Regions from separate parts of the Sus scrofa genome. Here region 1 is linked to region 2. Evidence: chromatin contacts called from public Hi-C data. All regions are on one chromosome and are shown on one strand. Each heading gives the region's core, a stretch centred on a gene start, on an enhancer-like site or on the middle of the called end of the contact. The rest is flanking DNA. Distances are from core to core; before and after follow the strand shown. Region 1 has its middle 140 kb from the start of KIAA0368. Region 2 has its middle 26 kb from the start of LPAR1.

The links. Hi-C and Micro-C count contacts between places; a contact is called where the count stands out from the background.
Region 1: a contact with region 2 is called in a Hi-C map of subcutaneous adipose tissue, with 2.9 times the contacts expected there. The contact joins two enhancer-like sites. A contact is called at or near these places in 4 of 47 Hi-C or Micro-C datasets (embryonic fibroblasts, heart right ventricle, skeletal muscle and 1 more) and 2 of 2 datasets of contacts at active chromatin or transcription factors (alveolar macrophages and skeletal muscle).

Annotation. Positions count from the first base shown.
Region 1 is chr1:252,181,026-252,187,597 of Sscrofa11.1, reverse strand. No RefSeq gene overlaps it. Among named protein-coding and RNA genes, the nearest start is that of KIAA0368, 140 kb to the left of the region's middle. Within about 2 kb of position 1,712, at least 13 of the 83 cell types and tissues checked have an H3K27ac peak or open chromatin away from gene starts, as enhancers often do. A contact at or near this core is called in subcutaneous adipose tissue, where this site is marked.
Region 2 is chr1:252,001,196-252,007,975 of Sscrofa11.1, reverse strand. No RefSeq gene overlaps it. Among named protein-coding and RNA genes, the nearest start is that of LPAR1, 26 kb to the right of the region's middle. Within about 2 kb of position 4,850, at least 6 of the 83 cell types and tissues checked have an H3K27ac peak or open chromatin away from gene starts, as enhancers often do. A contact at or near this core is called in subcutaneous adipose tissue, where this site is marked.

The DNA of each region.
Region 1 (6,572 bases), core at 463-2,962, 180 kb before region 2:
TTGTCAGAGACAACTCGTGTTAGTCTGAAAACTGCTAAAAGTCTTTCAATATCATGCCTTGTGGTTTTATGATGTAGGGCATATATACACACACAAGTAAGAATTCTGTGAAGACACATGGGTGTACTTACCTGCTCCCTCCCTCCCTTGTTTTGGAGAACAGAATGATGAATGTAATAGTCAAATGAGACTGACTTCATTAAAATGTATTTCCGAAGCAGTGCGTGGAAGGAATACTTGTGAAAAAATCAAACCTTTTGAAAACATCAAATCTGCTAAATAGTCAACTTCAGGGGAATTGCCTACAGTGAAAATTATACAGTGGGTTTTGATATTAATTTACAACTGGTGTGTCACTGTGAGAGTTTTTCCATATTCTATCAGGCCTAGATTTCTTTTCGCAAATAATTTAGGTTCTATTGATCTTTTTCCATAGAGTGGACATGATGAAGCTTTTATCTATTTATTTATTTTTGTCTCTTTAGGGCTGCACCCATGGCATATGCAGGTCCCCAGGCTAGGGGTCGAATTGGAGCTGTAGCTGCCAGCTTACGCCACAGGCACAGCAACGCAGGATCTGAGCCGCATTTGCGGCCTACACCCATAGCTCACTGCAATGCTGGATCCTTATCCCACTGAGTGAGGCTGGGGATCGAACCCGCCTCCTCATGGGTACTAGTGGGGTTTGTTAACTGCTGAGCCATGACAAGAACTCCTGGTGAAGCTTTATTGGCATGGCATGTCATTTTTGAGGACATTGAGATAGAGTACCAGCCAAGGAAGATTTCCTCTAAATGGTGAAAGGAATGTTAAAGATAATAGTATTCAGGAGTTCCCGTCGTGGCTCAGTGGTTAACGAATCCGACTAGGAACCATGAGGTTTCGGGTTCGACCCCTGGCCTTGCTCAGTGGGTTAGGGATCCAGCGTTGCTGTGAGCTGTGGTGTAGATCGCAGACGAGGCTCGGATCCCTTGCTGTGTCTCTGGCGTAGGCCGGTGGCTACAGCTCCGATTCGACCCCTAGCCTGGGAGCCTCCATATGCTGTGGGAGCAGCCCAAGAAATGGCAAAAGATGAAAAAAAAATAGTATTCAAATACAGAGGGATAAGAACTCTAGCAGAGAATAAAGATCTGAGCGTGGGACTGCAGGATGGATGTTCCCTCTTAGGACATCAGTTGCGTCCAGCAGGAAGGGTCTGTTTCTCCTCCTTCTTCTGTCTCCTTTCAAAATGCATATTTGTATTTTGGATTATCTCTTTCCATGTGTTTTGATGCTCTTTCTACCTGAATCTGATCTTCTTAATGCCCTATTGTTAGTTGAAAGTAACCTATGTCTCTTGTTGAAATAATTAGTTTCACCTGAAAAGGCAAATGCCTTGATTGTTTGACAAGATAAATTTATTGACTTTTTTTTTTTTTTTTTTTTTTTGCCACAAAAAGTTCCCGGGTTAGGGATTGAACCCAGCCACAGCAGTGACCTGAGCCACAGCAGTGACAACACCGGGTCCTTAACTGCTAGGCCACCAGAGGACTCCTGTGAATGTCTTTTGATTGGCTTTTTTCAACTCGATTTATTTTGAATCTTGGGCTCATGCTAATTTTTATAGGCACACTAGGGGGCACTGTTGAGTTATAAATAGCCCAATAGTGTTTGCCTGGTTTCTATTAATGCTGAACTTGCAACTCCTTTCATTGATGTCAGTATTTCACCTTCTGTGCTAGCAGTAGGATATGAAAAAGATGTGGCTATTTGCTTCCAGTGTAGAAAAAATAACAATGACTTAGAACAGTGCTTGTTGAAAGTTAAGGAAGAAAAATGCATACTTGTGAAGGAGTACAATTTTTTTTTCTTTTGACATTTTTTGGGTTAGAAATTCACATTAGCGATACAGCCAGTATACAAACCACAGTTGTAGCAACCAGAGAAAGAAACAGGATATGACTGCCTTTGTAAGATGCTCATAATATTCCCAGGGAGGCAGGGGAAAACTCCATTCATCTGCACTTTATTCAGAATGTTCTTTTCTTTTACTTGTCATTTTGGAATGGATTTAACTGTTGCTAAAAAGTTACAGGAACAGCAGCCTTAGAGCTAGAAATCATCTGTTTCTTCACAAAACAAGTTCACCCCAGATCAGCCATGTGACCTGCCCCAGCGGTGCCCAGCCCTCTGACCTGGGTCTTGGTGAAACAGCGTCCCTTTGGGGACTGAAAAAGAATTCATATTCTAAGTCCCTCATGCTATTTCTCTCAAGTTTGCTGCTGCTAGAATGTTGAGTGCTTTTTCCTTTTAAACTAGATACCGAGAAGTAAAACTAAAAGCCCAAATCCATTCAGCAGAGAATTCAGTGTACAGATTTGGGTTAAAATAAGCCACAAATATTTGAGCAGTATCATGATATACATTGCAGTGAATGAAAGAGTGGGTTAGGGTGATTTGAGTTTTCTCATTGGTAAGAGATAGAGTAGTTATGTGCCCATTTAAATTGTTTTCAATATTATTCAAGCCAATCTCAGAAGACTCAAATTTTTTTTTTTTTTGCCTTTTCAGGGCCACACCTGTGGTATATGGAGTTTCCCAGGCTAGGGGTCTAATCAGAGCAGATGCTGGCCTATGCCATAGCCACAGCAAGGCAGGATCCGAGCCGTGTCTGCAACCTACACCACAGCTTGTGGCAATGCTGGATCCTTAACCTTCTGAGCGAGGCCAGGGATCGAACCCTCAATCTCATGGTTCCTAGTCGGATTCATTTCCGCTGCGCCATGATGGGAACTCCAGAAGGGTCTTAATTTAAAACATTTTTGTGTGCGTGTTAATAGAATCAGGCATAAGTCTTTTTTTTTCTCCCATCAACACTTAATATAGTTATATCAGTTTACAAATATTTTAGGAAAGATGTGCTTTCAATGATTTCCATTAAAAAGCATTTACTGGAGTTCCCCTTGTGGCGCAGCAGAAACGAATCCGACTAGGAACCATGAGATTGAGGGTTTGATCCCTGGCCTCGCTCAGTGGGTTAAGGATCCAGTGTTGCAGTGAGCTGTGGTGTAGGTTGCAGATGCGGCTCGGATCTGGTGTTGCTGTGGCTGTGGTGTAGGCTGGCAGCTACAGCTCTGATTAGACCCCTAGCCTGGGAATCTCCATATGCTGTGGGTGCGACCCTGAAAAGACAAAAAAAAAAAAAAAAAAAAAAAAAAAAGCTAAAAAAGCATTTACTAAAAAGCATTTATTTATGTAGTTACTATGTACAGCTAGTTATTTGTGACTCCTAGTCATCTGATGTCCACCCTCCACTGAGGCACCAGACACACCTGAATTTGCATCCCAGCCCAGTGGGTTGTTCATCCTGCAACTCTCTAGGGCAACTTAGTTGATACTTGAGTTTCAGATTGTTGAAGATAATAATAGTTTCATCATAAAGGCTTTGTAGGGATGAAATGAGGCACTAATGTAGTTGAATGGGCAAAGTATTCAATGGAATCTAGTGTGCTCCCTTTTGCAGCTACTTAAGACCAGTGATGATGCAATCAATAGACAGAAACAGTAAGAGTTCAAACTGCCACACTGTTGTGTGTCCACACATCAGCCTGGAAAAGTCTCACAAAGGCAAAGAAAATACTACGAGGGGAAATGCACATTTCATGCACTAGGGTGTCAAAGGAAAAGCATTTCTCCTGTCCAAAATTTAGAATACACATGAGCTATTTATAATATAGGCTGCACTCCACAATATTTTATTAAAAAAATTTTTTTTTTGTCTTTTTGCCTTTTCTAGGGCCGCTCCTGTGGCATATGGAGGTTCCCAGATTAGGGGTCTAGTCGGAGCTGTAGCTGCTGGCCTACACCAGAGCCACAGCAACACAGGATCCGAGCCGCATCTGCGACCCACACCACAGCTCATGGCAACGTCAGATCATTAACCCACTGAGCAAGGCCAGGGATCGAACCTGCAACCTCATGGTTCCTAGTCGGATTTATTAACCACTGCGCCATGACGGGAACTCCTCCACAATATTTTAATCAAAGTCTTGCGAATGACTTTGGATCAAAGACATGAATCAAACACTCAACAGAAGTAGAGCCTCTATTTTCTTGGTACCTCATATTCATGCTTAGAGTGTGGTGCTTTTGAAATTTTATATTAAAAACAAAGTTTGAGGAGTTCCCTTCGTGGCGCAGCACTTAACGAGTCTGACTAGGATCCATGAGGTTGCAGGTTTGATCCCTGGCTCCACTCAGAAGGTTAAGAATGTGGCGCAGTTGCCGCTCAGATCCCGTGTTGCTGTGGCTGTGGTGTAGGCCTAGCAGCTGTAGCACCAGCTCCACCCCTAGCCTGGGAACTTCCACATGCTGCGGGTGTGGCCCTAAAAAAAAAAAACAAAACAAAACTTGAAAAGACACTAAGGTTTAAAGTCCAAGAAGTGCACATGAAGATAAGTGGATATAAAGGAAATCGTTTCCCTTGTATTCTACTAATTGCCATCTTCAAAGCAGCCTCTGCTATATTCTTGAGTATCTTTCTGCTGAGAGCAGACAGATATGAATATGGACATAGATACAGATGGAGATATAATCTTTTCAAATACGTGAGATATATTTTTAGGCTAAATTGCTAGAAAAAAAATTATCAGCAACGCCTATATTCTTCGGCAGTATGATGTATTACTTTTTTGGATCACAATTTGGTGGTTAAAAAATGCTATTTCAGTGCAATGTAAAAGAGTGCTTTTATTACACATGATGCTAGTCACCTTTTAGGAACTATTTATATTTTTTTTGTGTGTGCACTGTCTTTTTTTATTCTCTACCCATTTAAAATTGGACTCCATCTTATTAAGATATTTAAAAATTATATTCAAATAAAACCTGTAATCTATAAGCTGAGTTTTTTTTTTTTTTTTTTGTCTTTTGTCTTTTGTTGTTGTTGCTGTTGTTGTTGCTATTTCTTGGGCCGCTCCCGCGGCATATGGAGGTTCCCAGGCTAGGGGTCTAATCAGAGCTGTAGCCACCGGCCTACGCCAGAGCCACAGCAACTCGGGATCCGAGCCGCGTCTGCAGCCTACACCGCAGCTCACGGCAACGCCGGATCATTAACCCACTGAGCAAGGCCAGGGATCGAACCCGCAACCTCATGATTCCTAGTCGGATTCGTTAACCACTGCGCCACGACGGGAACTCCCTATAAGCTGAGTTTTGAATGTTCTGCCAGTTTTCTATTTATCTTTTGGCTTTGCTTATGTGAGTCTTAATATGAAGGCATTTACATTTTTCTGTGAACAAGTAACTCCAAGATTATAAAAACAGAATATACCACATGCTGAATTTCTATGTGTGTTTTGCTGTGTTTAGTGTTTAGAACATTGCATTTTAAGAGAATCTTTATTTTTTTCCTGGAATTATTATCCTTTTTAAAGAAATATAATAAGCATATTTCAGAAAGAGTTGGCAGAGGCCAGTATGGATTATAGAAATGGATTGTATTAAAGACCACACAATCTCTAAGAGTAGAGTAAGACATCGCAGCTCATCTGATACCCTCAGAGATCTTGCTTAGTAAATACAGACCAATGATTTTAATGAGCACGTTGTGTGCCTGTAAGTGGATGCTTCTAAAGAGGCTGAAATGAAACCTTTTCTTAATTGATAATCTTTTAAGACAACTTTAGTTTAGAAAGAATCTCTGTGAAGTACCCTGAACCAAGACTGTCTCGTTGACATGGCCAAATGCTTTTTACCCTTTCTGGGCTTGTCTGCCTTTTTTTTTTCCTGTCTTTTTAGGGTTGCACCTGCTGCATGTGGAGGTTCCCAGGCTAGGGGTCTAATCGGAGCTGTAGCCACCGGCCTACAGCCACAGCAACGCAGGATCCAAGCTTCATCTGTGACTTACATCACAGCTCACGGCAATGCTGGATCCTTAACCCACTGAGCGAGGACAGGGATGGAACCCACGTCCTCATGGATGCTAGGTGGGGTCGCTTAACTGTTGAGCTATTATGGGAACTCCCTTGTCTGCTTTTGATTACAGGCATAACCTTCCGTGTTCAACAGCATGAAGTTACACTCTTAATATAAGTTGAGAGAAATGTTTTATTAGTGACCTTATATTTGTTATTGAGGAATGTATATGTGTATGTATATATATATATATATATTTTTTTTTTTCCTTTTTTCTCTGAAAGACATTGATGACTCTCAGCAGATAGTTTCCAGACCACTTCTCAAAAACCAGCAAAGCCCAGCCTGAGGAGGTTTCTCTCCATTACTTGCAATGTCAGAACCTCATGTATCATCATTTTTTAAATGGTTTTCAATGTTTTATTTTGAGAAACTGTATGGAGAGAAGGGCAGAGAAAAATAGACTATCATGTATTATATTTGTAAATATTGTGTCTTTGGGAGAAATTTTGGCTTACAAAGTTATTCTAGAATTAAGATTATTTTAGAATCAGAATTCTGATTACTGTAAGAATGTGCTTGAAAACCATTTCTAAAATTGTAAAAAAAGATCTTCGGTGATTCAAAATGGTTAAAGAAGGGGTAGATTTTTTTCCTGGTTTCTTCTCAGCCCCCCT
Region 2 (6,780 bases), core at 3,601-6,100:
TGGTGTAGGTCGCAGACACGGCTTGGATCCGTGTTGCTGTGGCTCTGGCGTAGGCCAGCAGCTACAGCTCTGATTCGACCCCTAGCCTGGGAACCTATGCCGAGGGTGTGGCCCCAAAAAAAGAGAGTAACAAGAAATTTAGCTTTAAAAAAAGGAAATGTTAGAAGGGCAAGTAGACTGGTGAGAATTTAAAGCGGGACTCGGTAGATAGTGCCATGATGTGTGTGCAGTGAACCACGTGATTTCTGTAAATGAATAGGTCTGAAGCTTGGAATTTACAGTAGAATTTATGTTTTAAAGCTAGAAGGAAATTTGGAAGGAAAAAGAAAGCTATCAAGCACTGTCTATGCACTGAGCAAAATGCTTTCATACATGTATTTTTAGGGGAAGTAGTAGCTCTAAAGCTAGACAAAGATTCAAATCTCTGCTCTACTACTTTTTTTTGTTTGGTTTGGTTTGGTTTTTGTTTTTCAGGGCTGCACCTGCCTCATATGAAAGTTCCCAGGCTAGGGGTCGAATTGGAGCTACAGCTGCGGGCCTACACGGCAGCCACAACAGCAACACAGGATCCGAGCCATGTCTGTGAACCTGCATCCTCTTGGATCCTAGTAAGGCTCATTAACCACTGAACCACGAAGGGAACTCCCTGCTCTGATACTTTTTGACTTTGTGATCCTGGGCAAGTTCATGAACTTTTCTGAGTTCCAGTTTCCTCATGTATAACAATGGGGAGAGGAAAGCTTACTTTGCAAAGGTTTTGTGTGAAACATGAAAATGTTAAAACTTCCCTGAAGTGCATGGAATGTTCTATCTACTCTATGGGAATTTCTGTCATGGCTCAGTGGTTAATGAACCTGACTAGTATCCATGAAGACATGGGTTCGATCCTTGGCCTTGCTCAGTGGGTTAAGGATCCAGCATTGCCTTGAGGTGTGGTGTAGGTCGTAGACATGGCTCGGATTGAGCGTTGCTGTGGCTATGGGGAAGCTCTGATTTGACTCTTAGCCTGGGAACCTCCATATGTCACGGGTGCGGCCCTAAAAAGATAAAGGACCAAAAATATTAAAAAATTCTATTTACTCTATGAATGTTAATTTCTGTATCCCTTTAACAGAGAGCAACATTGAGTCTAAGTAGATTGGGTGCCATCTTTGAAAATGAGATTTGGCCAAATTTAGGTTTCATTTTCCCTGGTCTGATTTCCTCCCACCCCCTCGCTCTCCCAAGCCCCATTACGCTTTGTCACCACTTGAGTTTGAATGACCTCTACTAGGCAACCTGGACACATCTGGTCATTGCCAGGTCAGTTTCTAGGAAGGCAACTACTCCTTTCTGTTTCCCAGAAAAGCACAAAAAGTAGAACTGTCATGGAGACAGCAAGGCAGATGGACTGTAAACTGTCCCTGAGGGTACAGAACTTAGCCCAGCAGTTAAGTTAGAGAAGGCATGTGAGATCTGGGAGTTCCCTGGTGGTCTAGTGGTTAGGCCTCTGTGCTTTTGCTGTTGTGGCCCAGGTTCAATCCCTGGTCTGGGAACCGAGATACCACATTCAAGCTGCTACACACAAAAAATAAACACATAAAATAAAAATTTCAACACCCTTCCATAACAAAAACATGAAAAGAGGGTGTACCTTTTGTGACTTGGCAGGTTAAGAAACCAACTAGCATCCATGAGGATGTGGGTTTGATGCCTGTCCCTGATCAGTATGCTAAAGATCTGGTGTTGCCTAGAGCTGTGGTGTAGGTTGAAGACGTGACTTAGATCCCTCATTGCTGTGGCTGTGGCTTAGGCTGGCAGCTACAGTTTTGATTTGACCCCTAGCCTGGGAACTTCCATACGCTGAGGGTAAGGCCCTAAAAGAGAGAGAGAAAAAAAAAAAGTGAGACCTCACACAGGAGTAAGAGGCGGGCAGTCAGATCTGAGTGGGACAGTGAAAGCATTTATTGAGGAAAAAGTGTTTCTTGGTGAGCCCCTGGGATGGTGAAGCTAAGCCTTTGGGTTATTCTGGATATAAGGTGAAAGCTAGGTTTTCAGCTAAGAGATACTATTGCCTTTGTCCTTTCCTGGCGTAATTGTCTGGATATTAACAAGGCTCGTGATTGAACTTTGAACTCACCGATGGGAATGCACAGGAAGTAGAAGCTCTGACCCAAGCATGCGGAGGCTCCAGTGTTCTCTTAGTCACTCTGGATGGATTTAAAAGGGCACTAGCCCAACTTCCTTCTCTTTCCCCATTTGTTTTCTATGGCAAAATGTACAAGGATGACCATGTCTGTGTGTTGTACAAGTCAAGAGCCATGTGACTTGTGGTTTTCTGAGCTTAGCCGGTAGCTCTCTTCAATGCGTAACATCCACCCTGCTCCTTGGACTAACCCCTAGGAGCAGATATGTAGATGTGTTGATGTGTAGACATGAGACATAGTACCCTCCACTGAGGCTGTGGTCCTGGTGGACAGACGGGAAACAGACACGCTGCGTGGTTTGTTCTCAGACAGTAACTGGAAAGATTGATGTCATTTTATAGTCCATATTTCACAATAAGGCACTAAGCCCGGCTTTCTCTCCTCTCAGAACTGAACCATGTGCCCAAGCCTTAAAAAGGAAAACTAAAAGCAGAACATGAAGAATATGTTCCATTATAAGCTCAGGAGGGAGGTGAAAAGTTGAAGCAAATGAAAAACAGAGTCGTTGTCAATGGTTGGATATCATGATTCCGCAAACTGATGTGCTCAGCCATGAACCGACTGCCAACTGTCTTTTGGGGGCAAAAGAAAATGCTCCATGCGAGAAGAGAGAGATTTAACTCTTTTTCCTAAGCATGATAAAAATGCAAGTTTTCCATCTTCATCCAGTTCCCATATGCTCCAGAGAAAGAGCTTGAATAAAAAGTGGAAAGAACAGACCCCTGTCACAGGGGCACGAAGCTGGTATAATCAGAAGAGGGAAAAGGCTATATTATTTAGGATAAACAAGAAGGGGAGAGCAATTTAATTGATTCCTGATGTTCAGCATAACATAAGCCAGAGCTCTTAAAACCTGGTGGCTTATTTTTATTTGTGAATAGATTTGATTTTTTTTTTTTTTTAAATGGGTTTTCCATCTGCGTTGGTGGAATTCCAGTCAAGAAACTTCTATCCTGGCTGCTTTGATCTTGTGCTCACCTTTCAAAGGCAGAAAAAGGTCTTCTTTTTCCTTTATGTAAAAGTACTTCCAGCCAATATTTAATATGAAAGAGATGTTTATCAGACCTGGGATGGGCATATTGAAGCTATTCAGAGGTTAGGGCTTTCTCTCCCTGTCTCTTTTTTCTCTCCTACACATGCCCCCCCCACCCCAACTTTTTTTTCTATCAGCTTAGGACCCTTGACTATACTTCCTGTTGTGAGTTTGTACAGCTGAGACAGATAGGGGTGGCGGTCTAAAGTTGCTACAAAAGTAAGTGAGAAGAATAGGAATTAGAGGGGGGGTTTCTCCATAAGACAGAAATGTGCATTAATTCAATTGCAAAACCTCTGACAGACAGCAGGCGTGATTATTTCAGAGAGCTGACAATTTTAGTACTGTCTGTTTGCCAGATCTTGATGTGAAGTCCAGACTTAGAGGCGGTATTTGGAAGATAATTCTCCATGGGTACATTTTTCCCCCTCCTCCTCTCGCTAGCAAAGCTATCTGTCTCTAAATTATTTAAATTCAGCAAATCACATAGGTCTCTTTGTGAACTTTTGCAAATAAAACAGAATGGGTTATTTTAAAAACCAACTGATGATGATAAAACAGACTTTTTTTTTCCTCAAGTGAAAGAGGTTATCTAGTGCCTGGACACAAAGCCTGGTCACCTGAGACAATTCTAGAGCAAACTAGAATTTTTTCAGTCCACTTTCCACATAGTGTTTTTATACACTGTGATACTCACCAGTTAACTTACATATAATGACAGTTGATTTTATGCAAAGTAAACATGTTTCGTCTAACGTTTAAGGCCAAACACTCAGCCAGACAGAAATGCTTCCATTTTAAGAAAAATGGATTTTTTGCAAAATAAGACACAGTAGAATATATATGTGCACGTTGTAAGAGTTAATTTTTTTTTTTCCTCATCTTTTCTAGGGCTGCAACCTCCGCATATGGAGGTTCCCAAGATAGGGGTCTAATCAGAGCTATAGCCGCCAGCCTACACCACAGCCACAGCAATGCCAGATCCGAGCCACATCTGTGACCTACACCACAGCTCATGGCAAAGCAGGATCCTTGACTCACTGAGCGAGGCCAGGGATCAAACCCGCAACCTTATGGTTCCTAGTCAGGTTTGTTAACCTCTGACGGGAACTTCAAGAATTAATTATTTAAACCCCCAATTACTACAAAATTCCTCTCAATTACAGAATATAGCTTAAATAGACTTTTATTAACCATAACTTAATTAATAGGTCACTTTCCAGTAATATCAATTGAAATAAAAAACAGCAAATATGTAAATAATTTTCTTTTAGGTCTTAAAAATAATACATTTCTAAACGGTTTTCTTTTAGCTCTTTGTTTTGAATGAAACAACCACCACGGACTTGGCCAGTATTACCCACCTCTGCTACCGTCAGGTTTTGAAGAGTTTTCTTCCTTTTCTGCTAACACCAGAACTCTAAAACCATGTGGCAGAATTAAGTCTTTTTACACCAGGGCTATAGGATGGAAGCTTTTGCAAAAAATAATTCATAAAATTGTGGTGAAGGATAAAGGAGGCAGCACGTCAGCTTTTAAATATCCATTTATCACTCATTCCAGATGATGGAACAGAAATGCTGGAGCAGTAGGTCAGCTGTTTTAACGCTTCCCCCTGAATCAGAGGGAGGGGACTTTATGGATCCCAGCTGTGCTTATTTTTGGGTTTCCTGGCTCTTTACTGTCCTGTAGGGTGTAGTCTACATGTCCCAAGTTCAAGAGAGAGTTTGGTCCAGAAGCTCTTGCTTAAGTTAATTTTCTTTTCTTTCATTTTTTTTTTTTTTAAGAGTATTAGATATTTGTAGTGCTCAACATATTGCCAAGATCCCTTAAATGGCAGGTCAAGGTGGGACCAGACAGGAGAGACAGAGAGAAGGGTAGGGAGAGACAGAGAGAGAAGGAAAGAAAGAGAGAGGAAGAGAGAAGGAGAGAGAGAAGGAGAGAGAAGGACAGGAGGAAGAAAGACTACAGACCAGACAGTGAGCCCCGGGTGTTGCATTAATTTCCAAAGAAGGAAAGAAGAAAGAGAGAAAGGAAGGAACCAAAGAATGAGGAATTCAGAGGACTGAAGACCTTACCTATTATTTTACTTCCTAAGTTTTCATTCACATCATTATCATCTGGGAAGCTTGTAAAAATGAAGAGTCCCAAAACTCGCTGACAGTTTCGGATGTCTGGGACACAGGAATCTGCACTTTAATAAGAAACAACTTAATAGTCTTTATAATGTGATAAAGGCAGTTCCTCCCAGGTATTACAGCCTGCAAAAGTCACCTGAAGTGAAGCAGGGGCAACAGGTGCCTAAGGAAGTCACAGAAGCAGAAAGAAGAACGAACCTTTCCGAGGGACCCAGGGGAACAGGGCCAGCGAAGTGTGTTGGGTGCTGGACCCAATGACCTAATGAGATGCAGCAAAGAGGGGGTTAAAAGAGGAAGGGAGTACCTACAATGATGCTTTTTATGGTCCAACATCCAGATTTGTCTCATGAGATGAAGACAGGAAGAGGAGAAGAAATAGGAGATGATAAGTTGCTAATTAAAGTGGCCAGAATTTGTGGCTTGATCACTTGATGAGTCCGAAGTCCCAACACTTCTTTTTGAGATTCTTACTGCACAATAGGAAAATCATCAGAAAGTATCGTCGGAAATAAAGGACTGGTGGAATTCATCACCCGTGTTCCCAGAAGTTCTGCTGAGGTGGCTGCCTTTTAGTAGAAAAGAGAGAAGATGGAATTTTAGAATAGCTGAAAGAAAAATTGGATCTAGATGAGATAGGGTCTAAAGTTGCCCATGGAAAGATGGAAGGCTCTGATTCTCTAACCCAGAAAACTTCGAAACGTCAAAGTTTAAGTGTCCACTTTAAGAGTTTAGAGGTCAAATTGGTATCGGAGTTGGCCACTGATGATTACAGAATTTTTACATCTGAGAGACTTGGGGGCGGCAGTAGGTTTGGAAGGGAGCCTGGAAATGGGTTTGTATAGCGCTTTACTGAAGTTTGTGAAAATCAACTGTTCACCTCAAAGGACGAGGGATGATGGATATTATTGGTGGTAGGTGAGGGTAGTGAAAGCTATTTCAGTCCTTTTTTTTTTTTTTTTTCAAGAGCCAGTAATGAGGCTGCTACTCCTTGAAGCAGATTCACATAAAGCCTCACTAAAATATCTTGGAAATCACAGAGAAAATGAACACATGAATCTTTTTTTTTTTTTTTTTTTTTTTTTTTTTTTTTTTTTTTTTGTCTTTTTAGGGCCGCACCCATGACTTACGAAGGTTTCCAGGCTAGGGGTCCAATTGGAGCTGTAGCTGCTGGCTACCCCACAGCCACAGCCACGCCAGATGCTTAACCCACTGAGTGAGGCCAAGGAATCACACCCACATCCTCATGGATGCTAGTTGGGTTCTTTAATAGCTGAGCCACAGCGGAAACTCCAAAACAAGAGTCTTAAGGAGACTGATAAAAGTGTTGCCTGCATTCTGGAGGGGAGTTGGCTAATGACAAAAACCTTGAGTTCTCCCTGCTTAATACTTATCAGGGAACTCTGTGATCCAGTTAAGGACCATG